Linked DNA regions of Ovis aries: region 2 is linked to region 1. Evidence: chromatin contacts called from public Hi-C data. All regions are on one chromosome and are shown on one strand. Each heading gives the region's core, a stretch centred on a gene start, on an enhancer-like site or on the middle of the called end of the contact. The rest is flanking DNA. Distances are from core to core; before and after follow the strand shown.

Region 1 (3,785 bases), core at 1,064-3,563:
ACCGGGCCTCTTGCACACGGGTTCAGTGCCCAAAATGACCTTGAGGAGCTTGGAGTGAGATGAGACTCGTCTCACTCCGAAGTCGGATGGAGCAAATTGTGAATCAGCGCTTTTGGTTGTTCAGTTGCTCAGTCATATCTGACTGTTGGTGACCCCATGGACTGCAGCATGCCAGGCTTCCCTGTCCTTCACCATCTCCTGGAGCTTGCTCAAACTCATGTCCATTGAGTCGGTGATGCCATCCAACCATCTCATCCTCTGTCATCCCCTTCTCCTGCCTTCAGCCTTTCCTAGCAGCAGGTTCTTTTCCAGTGATTTGGCTCTTCACATCAGGTGGCCAAAGTATTGGAACTTCAACTTCAGCATCAGTCCTTCCAATGAATATCAGGGTTGATTTCCTTTAGGATGGACTGGTTTTGATCTCCTTGCTGTCCAAGGAACTCTCAAGACTAGGCGAGTGATTTTGAGCAAGATGATTCATCTCCTTCAGCCTCAGTTTCCTCAGGGGTAGGTGTGTGTCTGCAGGTCCCTGTGTGAGTGTGTCTCAAAGTCCCACCGCCTAGGATGGTGGAAGTGACTCAACTAGAAAATATATCTGAAAATAACTGACACATAGTGGGTGCTCAGTAAACGCCAGTTCTCTTCCTTTTTTTGGACGCATGACACAGTCACTGACCTCATCTGTCCTTTAGTTTCCTTGTATATGAAATGAGGGGTGACCATGTCAACATATGTTTATCTGTTTACAGTTCTTCTATTGTAAAGCAACTACCTGAGCATCGGGAAATGAGCCCTCTCTTCTTTTCAGCTCCCCTTCCTTATTTGACATCTTTCAAACCTCTCGGCTTTCTTAAAGGAGAACTTTGCCCCGAGTCCAGACCCAGCACACGGGCAGGGCTACACCTGCTGAGCGTGCCTGCGTCCTGGCTGCCGAGGTTGGAATTCCCCCAGCCTCCCTGGGGACTCCTTGTCTGCAGGTACTGCCCCCAGCCTGCAGTGAACCCGGGACCTTTTATTGATCTTGTGTGCCTCTGGCTCCACTGTGATACCAGGAAGAATGGAGGTTGCTGGCCCTGGACTTAGTCCTGGACAAATAAATGTGTTTGTCAGAGCCCTTTCCTGACATTGGTTGTCTCAAGACCAGGTGGCATTGTGGAGGGTAATTAGTTCTCCTTATTGAAGGGAACATCAGGAGCCCCGCACGGACTGCTTACCGTGGACACATGCAAAAAGAGTCTGTGAATGCAGCTGTTACTCGCCCTTTCATCATGCTAATGGGTCCCCGTAAGAAATTTGACTTCCTATTCCTGGCACCAAGCAACCGCTATCAAACAAAGCATTGTTTCTTCTCACCGTTGATAAGTGTGACTTGTGGAGGCCGGCGATAGCATGCTCATTTTTATCTGCTAAGTGCACAGCACTTGTAAAAAACCCACGGTGGCCTTGTTACCACTTGACATGACACTAGGTTTAGCTGTTTACATTGACACACTGCCGCACCCTTTTAGAGCTGCAGCCGGGGGTCAGATTCATTAGCGAGCGTCAGCGCCCACAGAGAGGCAGCCTGCAGTAAGGACTCTCTTTGCTCCTCTGTAGGGAGCAGCAAAGCTGGGAGACTATGTCTTGGAATGGGTGACTTTTCATTCTTTGTTCTGACTGTTTGAGAACCCCTGTTTATTCCCCGAGCAGCCACGGAGAAGAGGAGAGAGAAAGAAAGGTCTGGGACTGACATCCACCCCCCAGTGATGAAGGAAAGGGACGCTGTTGCTTTTCTCTTTGCTAACCACGCGCGCGGCTTTTTGTTGCCCAGGAGAACTGCAGAGAGGGAGTAAGATGCACGTGTCTTTCTTGCCACAACAAACAAGGCTGAAAAGCAGTGGTAAATGGAGCGGAACTTTATCCTTCATCCTCTGTCCCCTCCTTTTTCCTCTCAGTTTTATGAACATCCCCTGGACAAATTTGGGGACCAGACTGCCTTTGTAATCCCTGAAGCCACCAATTTTTTTGCGCCTAGTCTTGTTATTCCTTTGAACATACAGGAAATGGGGGGGTGTGTTCTAGAATCCTTGGTTTATTTTGCAATCCCTGTGAGCAGACAAGTTGCTGATGACCTAGAATAGCTAGAGTGCCCGTTGCATCACGAGCTGAAGAGCAGGCCTTCGCTCTCGCCCCACATAACTCTCATCCAGGTCACGCGCAGGAGGTTGCAGCATGACCCACGAGACGCCGCTTCGCAGTGCCGTCAGAGTGTTGTGTGAGACCGTGCTGCCTGCAAAGGGCAGGCAGACCAGAGCAACTGCCCTCTGTGAGTTCAGGGACCTCTGGCGTTACTGCACGGAGCAAACAGATCTAATGCCCTGTCACAGCTTCTTTGTTTGACAGGCAGCAGAAGTGCCTTTCTACCTCCACCTTTCCGGAAGGATGTAAGGATAATTAATGCATTTCCTGGGGTTAAATAATACACCCATTTAAAAAAGCAACTGCCGTACCATTCTGCCCTGGCCCTCAGAGGCTGGCTCACCACATTTGTCAAGAATATTCCTTGCCAGGCCTTTTCTTCTAGCTGCTGCTGCTAACACTGCACAGTGGATTCTTCTGTCTGAATGATTCTTAGGTCTCGCCAGGAGACATCTGGGCGTTTTCCTAAAGTGCGTCATACGATGTCATAATGCCCCTGAGTCCTGAGGTTCTGAGGGGTGGTATCAGGATGTGTCATGGCTTTCTCTGTTTAAGCATCTTGATATCCAGTCTGCAAGTCCACCGTCAGTCCGTTCAGAACGCACCAGCTGCCCTGGGGAGTGATCCCATCCCGTGAACTGTATTTATATCTGCACCTTCCTTTCCCATATGCCTAGTACACAGTCACTAAGGCAGGATCCCAGGGCTCTTGGCGCCATTTAATGGCTCAGCATGGTTTGCATGTCATTGCCATTTGCATCTCAAGTCCTGGGATGCTGCCAAGGACGTGCATCCACAGGAGCAGAGAGGTGTTCATGGTGGCATAAGAACTTTTACACAAGATGCCTTTCCATATTTGGTCGGGGTGGGGGGAGCTTTAGATACCTTCCTGTTCACCTGTATTGACTCAGAGTAAGTCCTGAGCTCTGCTGGGGGACTTGGTGTTGGGTCACAAAAGCAGGGGGAGTTGACTTTGGGTACTGTGTCCACCCCCTGCCCCCAAGGGCAGCAGCCCCTACCCGCAGCTCCCCCCTGCCCCTCCCCTTACTCTCCACCGTCTCCTGTCTCTTTGCGGGTCATTTATAATCAGCAGTCATGGTGTACAGGCCTCATTAGCGATATAGCCATTCCTTCAGTGCTTCAGAAATAATCATTTAGAAAAAAATGCACAGTTTCCTTCCCTTGAGAGCCCATGAGTGATGAATTTATTTCAGTTTGGCTGGCTTGGCTGTCTTGCTCAGCCTTATTTCCATATTTATTTCAACAAACAATGTAGGGTGGGAATGAGGAAACGCACGCTGGGTGTACACACGCACTGCATCTCTGCTCCCAAACGCTGTTCCTCTTGAGGGAGGTGTAAAAGGCATGTCAACAGAAGTACCCTCCTTTTTTAAAACAGGAATAAGGGCTGTTGGCCAGGATGGGATACCAGGTAGCAGAAGATGAACTAGTTCATCCTGGTTTATATTTGAAAAAATGTGGGTAATGTGTCAAAAGCAATTGATTCTTGGTCTCCATCCCAGTAAAGCAAGTGTCCCAGGAGTGCTGAAGCCCTTGACCTCTTGTTCTTATAGGGTCTGATTTCTGTGACAGTGGACAGCAATGAA
Region 2 (3,926 bases), core at 301-2,800, 110 kb after region 1:
AGCTCCCAGGTTATGCTAATGATGCTGGTCCTAGACCCACACTTTGAGAACCCCTGGTTTAGCCCATCATGGTTCCCCAACAGCCCACCCTACACTGAAAGTGTAAGAGGTTTTAGCACCTTCTTAGCCATTTTCTCTCTATAGCTCATTCATCCCCAGAGTTTCCTTTGTCGAGGGAGGATTCCTACTGGATATGATTTCCATTTGAGGAGGTGCGGGTAGAGACCAAGCAGTCAGGTGGCCTCCTGAGCCTGAGAATGCCAGCTCACCACCCTGAGCCCCGGGGAGTCCACCCAGCTCCGCAGTGGGTGTCGGATTCTGACACGAAACTGCTGAACTCCTTCCCAGCAAGTGTGGTATTCTGCGTGAAAAGTCAGCTTCCACCTTTGAAAAGACTCTCTCTTCCTGAAACTTAAAACTTGACCAGTACCTTTACAGGAGAAAGCACCCCCCCCCCCTGAGAGTGGTGATAGGTTGGACACAGAAGCGGCGTGACGTATAAAATCTAGACAAAATTCCATTTGGGCTTTTTTTTTTTTTTTAATTACTTGACCCGCTTAAGTGTGTGTGTGAAAAGCACAGATTTGTTTTCTGAGACATGCTTTTTGTTTCTATATTAATTTTACTTTTCCCTACCGTGAACAATCCTCCTGTCTCCCCCCATTTCCTCCAGAACCCGCTTCCTTCCCAATGACGCTCGGCGAGGAAGAGGGTGGCGAAATGCGCCCGGGAGCGCGCAGCGATCTCACCCGCTGCGTAGCGGCTCTCAGGCCGAGGACCTGGGGGCCCCTGGGCGGCTCTCCCGGTCCCCTCGGCCCCCCGCACTGCCCCTGCCCGCGCCCGGACCTCCCGGTCGGTTTCTTTGTTAAGAACGCCTGCGCGGAGAGGCATCTTCGGCCCTTCAGGGCGCACGGGTTCCACTCCTGACTTCTCAGTCCCCTAAGGGCTTGTAAGCACAGAGGCTCGAGTCGAGAGGCTAAATTACGCCCCAGGAGGCTTCTTAAGTAAAATCCTAAATTTCATTTAGGCTCTTCGTAAGCCCTTCGATGGCGAAGCCACTAAGCCCAGGCTCGCACGCCCCCAGCGCCGCCCTCCCCGCACCGGCTTCTTGAGGCTGGGTTATGGGGGAACCCTGTCCCTCTCAGATGGTCCGCCCCTAGGTCTGGGGTGCGCCACTGTCCCTCCCCTCTCGGGTCGCCACCTCCCCCATCACCTCCCCCAACTCCCGGCCCTTCCGTTTCCTTGCATAGCCTCCCCCAACCCCCACTTGAAATCTCCCTCCCCTCGGGCTGGAAGCAAAGTCGGTAATAAGAAACCAGTTCAGTGTCAGTCGGATAGAGGGGGTAGATAACCCCAGAGATACACGGCAATGGAGAGAGAACTCGTTTTGTGTAAAGAGGGCCTCGAGTCACCAGGGAATTCCTGGATTGTCTTGGGCTGTCGTGTGTGATGTCCATCACGCCGTGCGAACACCATCTGCTCGGTATTATGCTCTCAGTTGCCAGGCTACCTGCTGTACGCAGTAACACTTGACTGCCTGGCTCCGCGCTCGCAGCGTTAGCCCAGACGCGCCGGGCGGGGGGACCGGTGGGGGAGAAAGGCGAGTCATGATTAAGCCATCTGCAGGCTGGGGGTGGGGGGACACGCCGCGCGGGCGGAGCGGGCGGGCTGGCAGCGAGGACCGGGCTGACACCACCATCTGCTGGGGCAGAGACAGAACAGCAGCTGTTCCTTGTTCCCCCCCGCCCCACCTGAACACCTGAAAAAAGGCTGAAGCCCTGAGCCAGTTCTCCACTGGGCGCCCCCACCCGAGTCTCCATCACCACCCGCAGCCTCCCTTCCAAGGAGCCGGCAGTCTCTGGTTCACCGCCAGCAACCCCAGCCCTTCTCACCCGAACACTATGCATTTCTTGTAAGAGACATAAAGCTTCCCTGTGCACAGATTTATAAATAAACAGCTGGCTGCTCTTAAGAGATATTTTTACCACAGCTGTTTTTTGAAGTAGAAAACGGCCTCTTATGGAGGGAGGTAGGGTGTTTTTTATACCTCCTACCTCTCTCTCCAGCCCATAGAAAATTGCTAAGATTTTTTTCCTGGAGGAGAAGATACGTAAAATAGATTCATTGGTTTTGATGCCCCCCCCCCCTCCTATATTTTACTGAAGAGTGAGAGCTTTGGGAAATAATGAAGATCTATGTAATCAATTGGATTTCTTGAGAGGAAGAGATGGAATTAAGATTCTGGGTGGAAGGCAAGGGAGGTCGTTGAGCAGGGGATGGAGTGGAGAACAAGCTAGTAATTAAAACTAAAAATACTGCATCACTTGGCTTCAAGGCATTACATTTCTGGTGACGAAAGCTCAGCCTGGTTTTCTCTAATTGCACACACAGTGTGTGTCCTCCTTAGAAACAAGAGCTGTGGCTTGAAATCCTGAAATTCGACAGACTATTGCTCATTAAGAACTCTTAGGCTGGAGGTTAAAAGCCACCATGTCATGTGAAACAGCTAATGGCCTCAGCCAGCTCAATTTGTAAGGTGAGTCACTTGGCGCAGCTTCACACTTGGCATGCACACCTAAGGCTGGGGCCCTAGTGTCACTCACCCACTGTTGAATGCAGCAGAACTGGTTGGGAGAGGTGTATCAACCTAGGCTCACAGATGTTTCTTATGGAAGGGAGTCCTTTAAAAATGCACATAGCCCTCCTGCCTCTCGGGGTTCCATTCAGGTCGCTGCAGGGAAACCGGTCTTCAGGTCTTCAGTGAGAAACCTGAAAGGAAAATCTTTGAGAGGGAATCATTTGGGGAAATACAGAATCCTGGGAGGTAATAACCAAACTTTCCCTTTGGGAAGGGTTTTTCTCACTGTGCTTTTGAAGTACAGCACCACCCCCAGCCCCATCTGAAAGTAGAGCATTCCTATGAAATCTTTTCTAAGCCGAAATGGCCTGCAGTGAGTAAGCAAACACCTTGGGACACATCTTGCCAAGAGTGTGCAGAATAAATAGAGATAAAACACAGATGCTCACAGAGTTCAAAGCTGTGGGGACTTGATGCTGAGATGCTGAGTGTAGTTCCTGGGGGAGGAGCTTGGTGGCGCCACTCTCACAGCTGGGGGTGCCTGCTGTCTCTATAATCACTCTCTGCAAAACTGAACACTGATGATATTTTAGATTTTCACCTTTTTCTATAAACTCTAAAATCCTCTTCAGATGTCTCCTGGTTAGCAAAACCAGGTACTAGTGTAGGTCTTCTGTAAAAGCTAAGTGGCATAAAGTGAACTTTTGAAAAGTGGGTGATATCTATATTTATTTTTGGTCCAGGAAGACAGGGACTGGAAGAGCTGAGATGAATCTACATCCTCACCTCATTTGCCTCTCCCTTTCTTTCTGGGTGGAGAGAAGGCTGGGAAAGCAACTCATCACTACTTACCGCTTCTGGGCAAGCTCACCAGGTACTTGCGGGCTGATCTCATAGGACAAGAATATCTCAAAGTGCACAAAGATAAACGGGGCCAGCCCACACCAGACCTCTCATAAAATCAAGCTGAAGAAAACTTGATCTCCCCTTGGGTCTCATTTTCTTTTCCCACTGTCTCCTCCTTATCAAAACTGGAGATTTCAAATATGCTTAAATACTCAGAAAAAAAAAAAGCTGTATATCTGTATTTTTGCTGATTGGTTAACTGTCTGTTGTGTGAATTCCTTTGTTAAAGTGTTAAGTCAGTTGGCCATTTGTCTCCAAAGGTGGCAAGAAACAGCTTTATCCCACTGGAAGAAAGGGTTTGGAAAACAGGAGGCAAGTTTAGGGGGAAAAGAAGAGAGTAAAATATCTTGACCTCTGCAGGGATTAGTGTTAAAGTAAACTTTTTGGTAGCATAAAATTCCAGCCATTGTTGACTATGCTGTATTTTCATTAACATAAATAT

What was found. Hi-C and Micro-C count contacts between places; a contact is called where the count stands out from the background.
Region 2: a contact with region 1 is called in a Hi-C map of liver, with 4 times the contacts expected there. The contact joins two enhancer-like sites. A contact is called at or near these places in 3 of 16 Hi-C or Micro-C datasets (liver, retroperitoneal adipose tissue and skin fibroblasts).

Annotation. Positions count from the first base shown.
Region 1 is chr17:17,956,973-17,960,757 of ARS-UI_Ramb_v3.0, forward strand. All of the region lies in intron 2 of MAML3 (mastermind like transcriptional coactivator 3), which reads left to right. Among named protein-coding and RNA genes, the nearest start is that of MGST2, 170 kb to the right of the region's middle. Within about 2 kb of position 2,314, at least 15 of the 54 cell types and tissues checked have an H3K27ac peak or open chromatin away from gene starts, as enhancers often do. A contact at or near this core is called in liver, where this site is marked.
Region 2 is chr17:18,065,896-18,069,821 of ARS-UI_Ramb_v3.0, forward strand. The region is part of intron 2 of MAML3 (mastermind like transcriptional coactivator 3); the gene reads left to right. Among named protein-coding and RNA genes, the nearest start is that of MGST2, 59 kb to the right of the region's middle. Within about 2 kb of position 1,551, at least 45 of the 54 cell types and tissues checked have an H3K27ac peak or open chromatin away from gene starts, as enhancers often do. A contact at or near this core is called in liver, where this site is marked.